3 separate regions of the Mus musculus genome follow, and all the other regions are linked to region 1. Evidence: chromatin contacts called from public promoter capture Hi-C data. All regions are on one chromosome and are shown on one strand. Each heading gives the region's core, a stretch centred on a gene start, on an enhancer-like site or on the middle of the called end of the contact. The rest is flanking DNA. Distances are from core to core; before and after follow the strand shown. Region 1 holds the start of Cep135 (centrosomal protein 135). Region 2 holds the start of Usp46 (ubiquitin specific peptidase 46). Region 3 holds the start of Fip1l1 (FIP1 like 1 (S. cerevisiae)).

Region 1 (4,715 bases), core at 1,126-3,625:
TGTCACTGTGGGTGTGGGCTTTAAGACCCTCACCCTAACTGCCTGGAAGCCAGTATTCTGCTAGCAGTCTTCAGATGAAGATGTAGACCACTCAGCAACTCCTGTACCATGCCTGTCTGGATGCTGCCATGTTCCCACCTTGATGTTCCCACCTTGATGATAATGGACAGAACTTCTAAAACTATAAGCCAGCTCCAATTAAATGTTGTCCTTATAAGAGTTGCCTTGGTCATGGTCTCTGTTCATAGCAGTAAAACCCTAACTAAGACAATACCCATCATGTCAGGGAGTGTTTCAGCAGGCAGGCAGTCAGGCAGGGGTGGTACTGGATTAGCAGCTGAGAGCTTTTTTTTGTTGTTGTTGTTGTTGTTTTCAAGACAGGGTTTCTCTGTGTAGCCCTGGCTGTCCTGGAACTCACTTTGTAGACCAGGCTGGCCTCGAGCTCAGAAATCTGCCAGCCTCTGCCTCCCGAATGCTGGGATTAAAGGTATGTGCCACTACCACCTGGCGAGAGCTCACATCTTGATCTACAAGCTCCAAAAAGATAGAGCTAACTGGGAATGGCATGGGTTTTGAAACCTCAAAACCTGCCTCTGTTATAGGTCTGAGGTGGTTCGGAGATTCGCCAGTCTGACCATTAGTAAGTTTTAACAAAGAAGCTACTTTCATATACAGACACCAGTTCAACACCCAGATTGGGAACTCCTGAGTGCAGCACAGCCCCCAGCCACCTCAGTGGGGGACTTACACAGGCAAAGAGCACAAAGTCATCTCATGTAAAACAAGCTTTTGTTTACGAAGCAGAAACAGTAGTTTTGTTAAAGTTGTGCAAAACCAGGCAATTTTAAAATCTAACCCATTGGAAGTCCATTTTTGGTTTCTGCTTCTCTCAAGCAGTTTTAAAGTGAGCCATCAATATAATGTTAGCCATCACATCCCCAGTGACACACTTTTCCCAACAAGGTCACACCTCCTAATCCTTCCCAGACAGTTCCACCAACTAGGGGTCATGCTATTCAAGTATATGAGGCTATAGGGGCCAATCTCCTTCAGACCACCACATTTCAGATCTAAACTACAGCATCAGTTTTCAGTGAAAGCAACTCTTTTACCTTTACATCTGGCTTTCTTCCTCCTTACAATCAGGACCCCACCAGCCTCTAGGCAAACCTCATTCTAAGTGTTTCAGGAACTCCTGTTGGTGCTGATATTAAGTCTACAAAGCTCACTTTCTGTGGTGAGGGCATCTGTTTTCCTCCATGCCTCCACAGCCATGCAATTTGCTTAAAGCGCTAGGACTTGGGTGGGAAGCAGCAGCATTCTGCATTCTCATCTTTCAAGTTTTGTGTGCCAGGATCCCTGACCTTAGGCCTCGGAGGTCAGCAGTGACCCTGACTCTGGGTTATCAATGCCACTTGGAACAAAGGCTAACTGTAGCTTTCAATCCCATGTACCCCGTTGTATTTCTTCACTGAGTTTTGTTCTAACATTTAGTTGGTGTGTGTTTGGGGTAAGGGGGGCCACCAATGTTATCTATCTTCACTAGATGGCTATGCACAGCCAATTTCTGATATTTATGACTTTTTTTAAAAAAGATATTTGTCTTTACATAAACATATGCTTACTTGTATATGTGCAAGATGGTATAAAAATCTCTACAGGATTCATTAGCTCCTTAAAACTTCCAATTAAAAACGGACAAAGCACACAAAATGGAGACTGAGACGTGAAAACAAAGAATGAATCGGCACAGAGCAATTCACATCCCAACATACAGTTCCGTGCTGAGCAGTGGACAAAGTACATAGTCAGAGGAAAGGCCGGCTTGGTAAGGAATATAAGCAGAAACAAACAACAAAAGAAAACAAAACACGCACAAACAAAAACTCAACTCTTAACCATCTAGAAAGTTTTTAGGAGAGTGGTGGACTCTGGGGATTTGACCATGATCTTTGTAACCATGAGCAAGCTATTGTAAGCAATTCATTTCAATTTAACATTTACAAATACTGTGACAGATGCTAGAGAAATACAGTTGAATAAAAGAATATCTGATTCAAGGAGCCCACAATTGGAAGCAGCAGGGAGAAACGTAAACAAGTAGGTTTTGATGGTCGGATTCTATTCTGGGGGTTTACATGGGTACGGGGCAATAACTGTTATCAAGTGGTAGCCAGGAGAAGCTGCAAGGACAGTGACATCCAGGGGGAAGACAGGGCGATCAGCAGAAATTCACCTGTGAAAGGTCATTGGGGGTTAGCTGATGGTTACCGCCAGCGGCCAGTTGGCAAGGTCCTCGGGCACCGCAGAGGTTCGGGCTCCCCGCCAGGGGGCGCCGTAGCCCCGGCATCGGCCGGCCGTTACGTTTCCGGGCACCGAGGGCCGAAAGCCGCCATCTCCGGGCGGCCGGCGCGCGCGCCGCCACTGTGGGCCGCTCCGGTCCGTTACCGGGGCAACGGCGGCGCTCCCTCCTTGTGGGCCGCGACCGTCTCTCTCCGCGCCATTTTCAAACCGCGCTCGTGCCGGAGCCATTGGCCGCAGCAGGACGAGCCAGCGGGGACAGCGGGTCCGGAGGGCGATGTACCTCGGGACGGAGCGGCGGTGAGGCGCACCCGGGGGAGGCCGCGGGGGCTGGGCCGGGTCGCGGGGCCTCCGGGGCGGTCCCCACCCCCACCCCCGAGCGAGGGCGGGAGCCCGGGCGCTGCCGGGAGGAAGTGCGGGAGGGCGGCGCGGGGACCGTCCCACAGTCCGTCGGTCCGTCCGTCCGTCCGTGCGGCCCGGGGCCGACCCGAGGAGAACTGCCGTTCCACCCTCCGGCCTGAGCCGGGGAAGGACTGCTTGGCCGCTCCGGCCCGTGCCCTTTGCGGTGCCCGCACTCTGGTGTTGGTTTTTTTAAACGCTACTGTATCCGCAGGTTGCATATTTCTGAGAAAGTAAGAGGTGCCCGCTTTGAGACAACAACGCCCCAGGGTTTAGTGGACAGCTAGTTGTAACTGCGGAACCTACCCTTTTCGGCTGTTTTGATTTAAAGCTTGTGATCTGGAATATAGGGGAAACCCTAATATGTACATATCACCCCCCAGCCTGGAGGACTTTACTTATTATGGCCCATGGTCTTTTGATTCGTATTCTCATTCTGCCTTCATGAAGGATGGAGAAAGATGGTTTCCTGGTACCCGGAGTTGGCAGCTGTCAAGGAGGGGGCATAGTTCTTGGAGTTTGCCCCGCTAATTTATCTTGTCAGATGTTTTTCTTGTGAGCACAGGAGTTTCTGTAAAACACCTCCGGCATCAATCAAGTCCTTTTGTGGAGGGACCTAGAAAGCCCTAGGGGAAGCCTCTAAAAGAAGATCCTAGATTTGTTAACGGGGATAACCAAGAAGAAACACTAATTTAGAAGTAGCCCTGTGGTTGGGGAAGCTATTTTCTTGGGACAGCCTTCTTGGCTTTATGCTTTAAATAGGAACGGTGACATTGGTACTCGATCCCACAATGGGTGTTTGGAGCATCAGGTTTTGCATGTATTCATTTATGTGCACTTATAATTTTTACTAGTGGTGAAGGACATAATTTTTATTTGATTTAGAAACATGAGTTCTATGACTACAATTTTTTGGCAAAGGTTAGAAATGGTCTCTGCATAACTCAATTTTAGGGCAGATTGGTAGAGATAATAAATAATCATAGGTGTTTGAGAAGACAAGTATAACAGCTGGAGGTATTGCCCAGTAAAGAGTGCTCTCCTACCATGTCATAGGCTCAGTGCTTAACCCTGGATACGGTAAACAAACAAGCATAGAAATAGACAAGCATAAAAATGTATACTGAGCTACTTACATGTGTGTTACTTAAAAAAAAAAAAAAAAGGAAGTAAGATTGGGCCTGGTGGTACACATCTGTAGTCCTAGCACTCAAAGGCACAGGCAGAAGAAAAAGATGGGGCTGTCTGGCCAATAATATGAGTTCTAGACCAGTCAGGATGGTATATTTCAAAATAATGAAAAGAACCAATATGGGAGTGAAATTTACACGGTGAAATGCACCTTCAGTGTGCCTTTAAGCACTTTCCATGAATGTCTGTGCCTGGGTAACTTACCCCAGGCAGTCCTCTATCACTTTGGGAAAAAAGATCTATCCTTTCCAGAGACTCTCCAGAGGCCCGTGAAACTGTTTCTAGCCCGCGTAGGATAGCTTGTTCATCCCCTTTCCAGCTCTGTACAGTTACAGGTGAAGCTGCTGGAGTCTCCCTGTGCATATTCCTGTCCGTTTTCTTTTGTAAAGCTGTAGGAATAGAATTATGGTGTTATCAGCTAGGACTGTGTTTCACTTAATAGGAAGCTGTTTGGCTCGTTCCACAGTGGTTTTCTACTCTCTGGGTGGTGTGTGGATTTCTTAAGCTGAGAGTCTTTGCATGTTACGCACCTTTTCATATATTTCCCTCAAGATGCCTTTTGCAAGGTGTCTTTTCAAATGTTTGTACAACTAAAGTTTAGTTTTAATACAATTTTCTAGATCAGTCAGGATGTTATAAGGCCTTTGTCTCAAGACAATGAAAAGAACCAATATGGGAGTGAAATTTACATGGTGAAATGCACAGACCAAATTATCCTTGGGGGGATAATTTGAGACCAGGTCTCACTATGTATCCCTGGGCCTCCGACTTACTGTGTACAGTGTACAGGCTTGTTTCTGCCTCCCAAATTCTGAGATTAGAGT
Region 2 (4,715 bases), core at 1,605-4,104, 2.5 Mb before region 1:
TCAAACCCACTGGGAATAAAAGGAGAAAGTGAAAACGCCCAAGTAAGAGCCCCAGTGAGAAACCCAGTAAGTAACAAGAGAGACTCCTACCTGGAAACAGTTCATAGTCAAGTGAGCTCTTATCTCGCTGTACAGAGACACCGCAGTCTCCCCCAGCACCAGCCTTCTCCTCTAGGAACCAGGAATGAAGCAGTGGGAGGGGCAGAACTGACCTGAGCAGGTTTTATTAGGGGCGGGGTTTCCAGCTCCCACCCCAGCTTCCCTACAGAGTCATTCAGCTTGTTTTGCATAAGTGACCCGATGGGTGGTTTATACTCAAGTAGGAGAAGACCAAATTCCCATGGCCCCTAAAGGGAATGGAGGTAACACCATAATGAGAAAGAAGGTGGTGAGCACAGTGGCCACTCACTGAGAACTTACTATGTCCTGGGCTGTGAGCCCCGGAGACTCCCTCCTGGAATGCAACCATTATCAGCCCATTTTTACAAATAAAAGCTGAAGCAAAGACTAGCGGCGGGCTCAAGGACACAAGGTTGCAGTGTTCAAAGCGGGTCTTGAAAACTGGATGAAGCAGGGCACATCTGTCTGTCAGCTAAAGCTCAAGGCACCTCATGCTGGAGGTCTACCTGGGCTAACGAGCCCCTGCCTCACAAGCCACAGAGAAATACATAAACAGGACTGAATCTAGAGTCTCACATTAGAAGGCGAGCATTCTCCACTTGCCCAAGACAGTGTCTAAACAGAAACACTAGGTTTACTTCACTATGGGAAGGATGGGGGGGGGGGGGAGTGAGCTTTAACTTGGTTACCAGAAGTGTTTATTCTATTGACATAATATTGGCCCATTCCTCTCATGCCCTTCCAGAAGCTTGTCTTCCTGGCTGAGTGTCACTGAAAACAGGTTGTGACATTCTGTCCAGGTGTGCCAAGAAGTCCTAGCTACAGCAAGGGCAAGAACAAGCCGGAGGCAGACTTCCTCTTGGGACACAACTGCTCTCTGGTTTCCACTCTGCTTCGATACGGAGAGGTGTCACTGGATTGCAAACTGGACAAGCGCAGCTCCACAAGCAGGCCCCGAGCCTCAGGAGCCTGTAGGCCTGCGGCCAACCCCACAGGCGGGAAAGACAGCCTTGAAGCTCCTGTGGTTTCCCAGTTCCCCACAGGAGCTCGGTTACAGCTGAGACACTGAGAAGAAATGCATTGTCTTCTCAGGGCATCCAGCCACATTAATGTCACTGGACAGGAAGAAGCAGGAAACCTGCGTCTTCAAGCAGAAAGGGAAAATGACAAGGCTGCGGGAGCCATCGGCTAAGGAGATTTGTACCACCAAGCAGGCAGCTAGCTACCTCTCTGGGACCTCCTGCGTTTGCTCTGCTGGCCTGGACCAGCACAGAGAGCTGGGGCCAGCCCCAGCAGGTCTCAACTCCACCTGAGCTAACACATGGCTCCTTAATGTGCTGTGCCATGTGTTGATCTTGCAACAGAATGTGGGACAGAAGATTTAAAGAGCTGTGTGATGGGGGAAGGGCAGCCAGATCACCTTACCTGAGGCCTACTTAATCAGGCCTCCTCAGATTTCCTTTAGATGCTAGCATTACTGTCTAACTTGGTGGCGGAGGGGGGTGGGGGCGGGGATGGATTCCCCAAAATGGAAAAACAAAACAAAACAAAAAAAAAAAAAAAAACAGTGTTCCAGTTTGAAGGGGGTCTAAGGGGGTGAGGATACAGAAAGTACAGGCAGAACACACACCCTCCTCAACTCCCACACCCCAGTGCCTTACCCCTGACCTCCCTATGGCTCCCACAAGTGGGGGTGCTAGCTGAGTACACTCAGTGGCCCCAAGGGCTAGAAACTGGTCCCGAGGAAACTAAACAGAACTGGAAAGTAATGGGGGAAATCTAAATTAAAGTGACTGCTGGGTAACACCCCCCCCCAGACCCCCACCCTATCAGACAGACCAGGCAGTGTCCAAGCTAAAAGGAGAGGAGGCGGGGCAGGACAACCCCTGCAGACTTCCTCACACCTACAGCCACTCACTCCCAGGGCCTGCAAACGTTCCTGTCTCCTTATAATCTCCTGCATGCAGGTGGGGAAACTGAGGCCTCCAGAACAAATTGCCATGCTTTTCCGATACCAGGTTTTAGTTCACCTCTCTAACCAGATTCTTCACTTGGAATTTTTATTTTTTATTTATTTTTTATTTTTTGGTCACAGCTTTCATGTCTATCCAATTTCTCCTGGTAAGAGCACTGCTGTTGCAAAGTGAATCTTAAATACAATCAAGGCTGAACTCCAGAAGGAGCAGAGGACAGTCGGCGAGTCCAGTAAGGGTTTATTTACTGCACCAGAAGGATTTGCTTCCTTCCACTCCGGGCTCGTACCCTCATGGTCCTCCCTCGGGACTTCGCTGTGCAGCCACCTCGCACCCTCCACCTCCACCCCCACCCACCACCCGCACCGCAACTCGAGGGCGGGGGCATGGGGCCGCCCTGGGGATCCCTGGGATCCGCTCGGGGTCCCCGGCTGGGACAGAGGTGGGGGGGACTGCGGTCAGCCGGCCCAGCCTCGGGACCGGGAACTTCTGGCCGCACGGCCCCCACGACCGCGGCGCGCGTGCAGCTCCAGCCCGGGGTTCCCTTTCTTTGCCTGGCTCGCTGCGGGCGCGACCCCCGGAGGCTCGGCGGCCACTCACCATATTACAGATGGAGGCGATGTTTCGGACAGTCATTAGTCTAAAGGTTGCAGCGATCGCGCACCGCCATCTTTACCAGGGGAAAACGGGACTGTCCATGGTGGCGCGCAGCGAGGCCGGGTGGCGGCGAGGCGGCCTGGGGCCGGCTTGCAGTGGGGTTGGGCGAGCGAGGCCGGGCGGCGGCGAGGGCGGGGCGGCGGCGCGGGGCGGGGAGTGGCGGAGCGACGCAGCCCGGGCCGCGGCCGGCGGGAGGAGGAGCCCGGAGCCGGGAGGCGCGGAACCGAGGCCACTGCTATGCTCCCGCTGCCAGCCAGGACCCGCTCGGCTGACCCCACTGGAAGCCGTTCTTGCTCCTCTGCCCTAGGGTCCCGCTCGGTGCCAGCTGCACCGTAAGGCCAGCCCCGAGCAAACCCAGCACCGCGGCCTTTCCGCCGGACCCAGGACCGTACCGGGCACTGGGCTGGGGACCTACACCGCGGGGACACGGGCGTGCTCGCTTCCCGGTTTCCCTCTGCCCGTTTCTGCTGGTGTCCAGCAAGCCTTGGGCGTTAGGGATTAGCTAGTGGAGGATATGAATAAGGGTCTAAGGGTGAGTGTAGTCAACTTTAAAGTTTCTCTCCAGGGTTCTAGCCAGATGGCATCCGCCGGAACCCGAAAAGTAAAATGAGACCAGGACATGGGCGTGGCCAGAAAGCCCTAGCCAGCAGCAACCCAGCTGCCTAGGGAAAGGTTCCCAGAAAGGAAAGAATTCCGGGTCTAAGCAGGCACACTCGGGAGATTTGTGACATTAGCAGGTACAGAGGAAATGGCCAGGTTCTGGGCGGTACTAGAGGCTGTCCAGGAAATACCAAAACAAAACTTTCCTATCTCCCATCCTCGGAGCTCCTGATCTCAGTTTTGTTTGAGCTTTTACACCTTCCTGCGGAGGCCCAGACTGCAGGCTCAGGGTGCACACTGTACACACCACTTGAGGGATATGTTCGTGAGAACTGAAAGAGTTCATTTCAAACATGGGGAATAATTGTGCAGACAAGTTTGCAGTCCCAAGCTTTCCACAGGGAAGTTGTGCATGTGAAACGTGATAAATTCCCAAACCAATGTATTTTGTGGAGAATTAAATTAGGAGAGAAATTAATATAATTGAAGACAGCTCTGTCTAGCCAAGAGTAACATACTGGGGGCTGGGGGGCTAGGGTTATACACATAACATGAGAGCCATCCATCCATTGGTAATTCTTCTAGGATCTGGGGTGGAAATAGAAGACAAAACCACTGACTGAAGGGTGAGGGTGGGGGACGGGTCACATGGATACTGTATTTTTCAGTGTGTAGAAGGATTAATATTCCTGCTCACAATGACTCATTCTACCTGAATTTTACTTTCATTCTTTTTTACTGCTGTCAGTTACGACTCTTCCAGCTTCTACATGATTAGTTAATAGACATGGTTAGCTCCATAAGGCTTACAGAGCAGGTATCCAACCCAGCTCTGTGTTTCTCAAATAAATAGTACAGATAAAGGCATGCTAAACTTAGGAGGGGCACCATTTGAGGAGGGGGCAGGGGAGGGGGACCATCGATAAAACACCCTAACTATGACTGGCCAGAACACAGTAAGGTCCTGAAAAGCTTAAAGACTGAGAAATGTCACAAGCTGAAGGCCTCAGCTTTGTGCGTGGTTAGTCTAAAGCTTTCATGCTTTCTAATGATAAGCTTTGCGATTTTTTCCAATATGAATGCACTGAGTGCAAGGCCTACAGGGGTTAAAACACAATTGAGAGCTGGGGAGATGGCTCAGTCTATAAAGTGCTTACTGCACAAGTACAGATCTCTAGACTCACGTCCTGCCCCCCGCCCGAGTCCACACCCACAGGTAAAGAAACACAGTCATGGTGTATAACTATCCCAGTGCTGGAGAGGCAGAGAGAGAACACAGAGATGGGCTGGTATTTGCTGCCCAGCCAGACTAGTCAAATCACAAGCTACATATTCAGGCAAGACCCTCTCTGTCTCAAACAAGTA
Region 3 (4,715 bases), core at 1,573-4,072, 2.1 Mb before region 1:
CTAGTGCTTGGATTAAACGTGTGTGCCACCATGTCCACCATTAGTCATTTTAAAATGTACAGTTCGGAAACATTAAAAAACATTCATGCTGCTGTACAACCAATCTTTGGAACTTTTTATTTTGCAAAATCAAAATAGTTTCAAAACTATATACCCTTTAAATAACAATTGCCACCCTCAACCTCAGCTCCCTGCACCCCCCCCCCAGCATTTGTCAGCCTCTACTTTAATCCTGTTCTCTTTGCATTGGCACTGTGGGTCTTATAATTGGGTCCCTGTACTATCTGCTTTATTGTGATTAACTTACTTCACCTAACATCATTCATCTAGTTGTGACACATGGCAATTGCTTTCATTTTAAAGTTTTATTCGTGTGTTTCTGTGTGTGAGAGAGTGTGTGTGTATACAGTTGGGTTTTGACCTCCCTAAAGCATATGCCACCATACCTGGTCTCTTGGCATGATTTGAGCAGTAATCTATTCATTGTCTAATTCTTATAGCTAAGCACTCCTTTTCATTACTTCTCAAAAGTATACTTCACAGCCGGGTGGTGGTAGGTGGTGGCGTACTCCTTTAATCCCAGCACTCGGGAGGCAGAGGCAGCAGATTTCTGAGTTCGAGGCCAACCTGGTCTACACAGTGAGTTCCAGGACAGCCAGGGCTACACAGAGAAACCCTGTTTCAAAAAAAAAAAGTATACTTCATATTAAATGATATCATTATTATTGACATTGTTCTGAGATGGAGTCTTACTCTGCTAGCCTGAGTCAAGCTCTAGCCCTGGCCTCCAGAGGACCTGGAAGGACAGGATGCACTGCCAGGCCTGGGTTAGCAGCAACATCACCATCATCATTGCTTAGAACAGCAATAAATAATGAGATGGCAAATAAGTATACTCAGGATAAATGTGATATTGTAGTGAGATGAGTTCATAATATAAGAAGCAAGAGACAGTCTATAAAATAGTCAAATTATTTAATGTCAAAGTTTCCCATGGCAAATGGAGAGATTAATCCTAACCAAGGAAGCATATCCATACAAGGATTCAGTTTAGGAGGAAAGAAGGAAGGAAGAGGCTTTGAAGGATGGTCATTAGAGCTTTATGAGCTTCTCTGCTTTGTAGAAATCATTTTCAAAGCTTAGCTCAAGTGCTACCTCCACCACGCAGGCCTCCTACCGCATTCACCACCATTCATTAATCAACTCGTTGTTGATGTCTAAACTCTTTGTCTAGACAATGATTTGAAAGACAAACTCTTTTCCAGACTGGAAAGAAAAGCAATTCACTCTGCAAAAGACAATCAACTCTCTCATGAAACCACCCAATTTTACTTTAGATGCACTTAACAGTGAGAATGGAGCTAACCACGGTGTGGTGGTGGTAACTGCCCACGGTACTCTCAAGCAGATAGTATCAAAGGCCAAAAGGATATGGTGCACCATACAACAGATGGAAGTGAAAGTTAAACAAGACGAAGGCAGATTTGGCCTAGTGAAGATTCTGGGGAAAGTGGCTATGTAGTCAATAAGACTTGTGGTCTAAAAGAGAGTTTAGCTCTGCTCTACTCCCCTCACCCCAACCCTGCTCACCCCATCTGCATACTCAGTTTATCTACATTTGCCTTTCACTCTACTCCAAATGCAGTTGGGTGCCTGGAACTTCTCTGTCTCTGGGCCTTTTGCATGTTCCTAATCTCCTTGTCAAGTAGCCCCCATGCAGAAACCCACAGAGCTTACAGCCCTTCTCCATTAAGGGATCTACTTATTTTAATTAATTAATTAATTACCACGTGATATTAGATTATACCTCCCTTTTAATCACTTGGCCGTGGGTCTTTTTACAGCTACTATTATTTTTAAATCCTTATCAACATGATGTGTCTATCATCTTCCATTAGAATAAAGGCTTCATGAAAGAAAGGATTTTTTTTTTAACCGCCAATCTATATAGTCTTGAAGAGTTCCTAGTACTTGGGTAGACTTTCATACATATTTGTTGAATTCAGGGAAGATTTTTACGAGGAAATTGTACACAGAAGTTGAAACAATTTAAGAATTTCCTACAGGGGAACAGGGCATAGCAAACAAGAGTTCAAAACTAAGAAGAATTAAAACCCTCGTGATCTACTCAGGTAACGAGGAATCAAGTGATACAGATAAAGTCTAACGCTCGACCCTCCTCATCAATCACTAATTAAGAAAATGCCCTGCAGGTTTGTCTACAGCCCGATCTTATGGAGGTATTTTCACAACCAAGGTTCCCTCCACTCAGATGACCAGTTTAAGTAACTTAAATAAAACTTTCCGGCCACAGAGTCTCCCTGTATAGCCCAGGCTATCCTGGAACTCACTATGTAGACCAGGGTGACTTGTCTCTGCCTACCAAGTGCCACTATGCCCAATACTAATAATTTTTTAAACAAAGAGAACGCATCCTTTATATATTAAATTTTTCTTTTGTTGGTTGTTAAAATTTCGACGAATTGACAATTGTGGTTCAGTCAAACCCGTGCGGGATGCTGGCCTTCAGGATTTTAAAATAGACTAGTGGAGGGAGAAAGGCAACAGGGACAGAAAAGAACAATGGTGTAGCAAAGGGAACTGGGGAGTGGGAGGAAGGTTGGGGGAAGGGAACTTCAAAGAAGACCAGAAGCCCCAGAGAAAGCCACTCTTGAGAAGCTAAGCTAGAATCCTTGGGGTGGGGCGGGGAGGGGGAGGAGCCAATCGCGCGGCGCTTGCGCAATGAGAGGCCCAGGTGCCCGCCGCCGCGGAAGCGTAACCACCTAGAGACGCCGCGCCGCTTGGGTGCCTGCGGCGCATGCGCAGACGGATCGGTCGCTGACTCTTCAGGGTCGCCGCCTCCACCGAGGTTGGCCCCAGATTTGAGTCTCGCGCTCTTCGTTCGCTTACCGGCGGCTTCCCTCCCATTCTCGCGCCCTGGGACGGCGAGGCTGGAAAAAGGGGTTGAGAGAGCTGTTGGCCGCCGCCTTTAACTTGTGCGTGGGGCGGCCATGTCGGCCGGCGAGGTGGAGCGCCTGGTGGAGCTGAGCGGCGGGACCGGAGGGGATGAGGAGGAAGAGTGGCTGTATGGCGGTACGGAACTTCCTGTCTGTCTCCCCGGTTCTCTCTGGCCTTCCTCCCAGCGTTTCAGGCCCAGGCGTCCGAGGCCTCTCGTATTGGCCCTAACCGGCCTTGGTTAGGCCGAGTGCGGCCTGCTCCCGGCCTTCGCCCGGACCCGCAGGCACTCACCGCGCGGTGGACGCGGGCCAAGGAGGCCGGGCAGCCCTGCGTCGCCCTCCTCCGCACCGCCCGGGCCTCCTCGCTTCTGCGCTCTCTATTCATGCTCTTTATCGATTCTGAGCCGCTTTGGTGTCTCTCTTGCTCAGTGGCTATGGGGTGCCCCTCCTCGTCCCTTTCTTTCAGAAACCGTCATTCTGTAATAGCAGCTAAATAAAGTCAGTGCAATGAAACTAACGTCTTGTTTCTTGATGGTCAGTTTGTATGGGATGCACCTGCAAGGGTACCTCCTTGTCTGAAAGTCGTGCTTTAAAAGTATTAATTAAAAGAAACAGATGAAATACACTGTGGTCCATAAAGAAAACCCTGAATTGTGGCCTGTATTAAGGTGAAGTGTTTTGTTTTTGTTTTTATTTTTTGTTTTTTGCTTTTTAAAGAGCCCTGTATAGTCCACGTCATAGTTGTATCTCGTGACTCTTCCCATAGGCTTGTATTCGGTGTTTTGTGTTTGTGTCCCCAAATTTAATGCGTCATGTACTTTGTTTTTGTAGGGGACATGTCTGATGTCTGAGTTTTAACTTTAAGTCGTAATCCCCCTTGGCTGTTATACCAGATTTGAAAGTATTTTGTTCTTTCCTAGAGCATACATTCTTGACATAAATTTCATAGATTATATAAAAGTGAACGTTAGCGTCTTAAGCAGCCTTTTAGTAATGAAACTCCGATAAACTTGTAAAATTGATTATTTCTTTAGTGGAAAGACAGCATCGGTACTACCCTTAAAATGTGAAATGTGTGGGGTTTCTCTTAGCATGATGTGTAAATCCCCTTGTATTTCTTTCCATAAGAGATGTGTCTTGCTTATGAAGTGATCTAACTTTGGCTATGCTTGTAGGCCCGTGGGACGTGCATGTGCACAGTGACTTGGCAAAGGATCTAGGTTAGTGCTTGTGATCTTCCCTTCAGATTTCTATACTACTTGTTGCTTAAGCTTGGTTTCTTTATTTACTTTATTTTATTTTATTTTATTTGGTAGATGAGAATGAAGTTGAAAGGCCAGAAGAAGAAAATGCCAGGTTGGTGAACTCTCTCCTGTTGATGTCTTACACAGATTGCGATTCTAGCAAGTTGTCTACTGTTTGATCATAATCCTTGGCGAAATTGCATTTTGACCAAAGTTGAAGGACTGTTTCTACTTGTGGACCAATCCTGTCCTGTTTTCTAGTAACGTATAGGACAATTTTTTGAGTTATTAGGTACTTGCCAACTTTTCACTGTAGAGTAACTTTCACCCTTAATTGAGCTTAGAGGTGTACACAACATAGTTGGGTTTTTGTTTTGTTTTGTTTTTCAAGACAACGTTCTCTGTGTAGTGTGCATAGCCCTGGCTGTTCTGGAACTCACCTTGTAGAGCGGGCTGGCAAGAAGATCCACCTGCCTCTGCCTCCCACGTGCTGAGATTAAAGGCAAGAGCAACT

The links. Promoter capture Hi-C pulls out the DNA fragments that hold promoters and counts their contacts.
Region 2: a contact with region 1 is called in a promoter capture Hi-C map of pre-B cells, with 2.6 times the contacts expected there. The contact joins the promoter of Usp46 here to the promoter of Cep135 in region 1. A contact is called at or near these places in 4 of 39 promoter capture datasets (the HPC-7 cell line, hippocampal neurons, liver and 1 more), 1 of 115 datasets of contacts at active chromatin or transcription factors (large pre-B cells) and 1 of 9 other capture datasets (liver).
Region 3: a promoter capture Hi-C map of pre-B cells shows a contact between it and region 1. The contact joins the promoter of Fip1l1 here to the promoter of Cep135 in region 1. A contact is called at or near these places in 6 of 39 promoter capture datasets (the C10 cell line, hippocampal neurons, liver and 2 more).

What each region holds. Positions count from the first base shown.
Region 1 is chr5:76,586,324-76,591,038 of GRCm38.p6, forward strand. It overlaps Cep135 (centrosomal protein 135), which reads left to right and starts at 2,376. Exons shown (of 26, transcript NM_199032.3): 1 at 2,376-2,601.
Region 2 is chr5:74,065,557-74,070,271 of GRCm38.p6, forward strand. It overlaps Usp46 (ubiquitin specific peptidase 46), which reads right to left and starts at 2,855. Exons shown (of 9, transcript NM_177561.3): 1 at 2,694-2,855. The coding sequence starts at 2,729.
Region 3 is chr5:74,532,669-74,537,383 of GRCm38.p6, forward strand. Fip1l1 (FIP1 like 1 (S. cerevisiae)) reads left to right here and starts at 2,823. Exons shown (of 18, transcript NM_001159573.2): 1 at 2,823-3,093; 2 at 4,133-4,177; 3 at 4,274-4,313. The coding sequence starts at 3,012.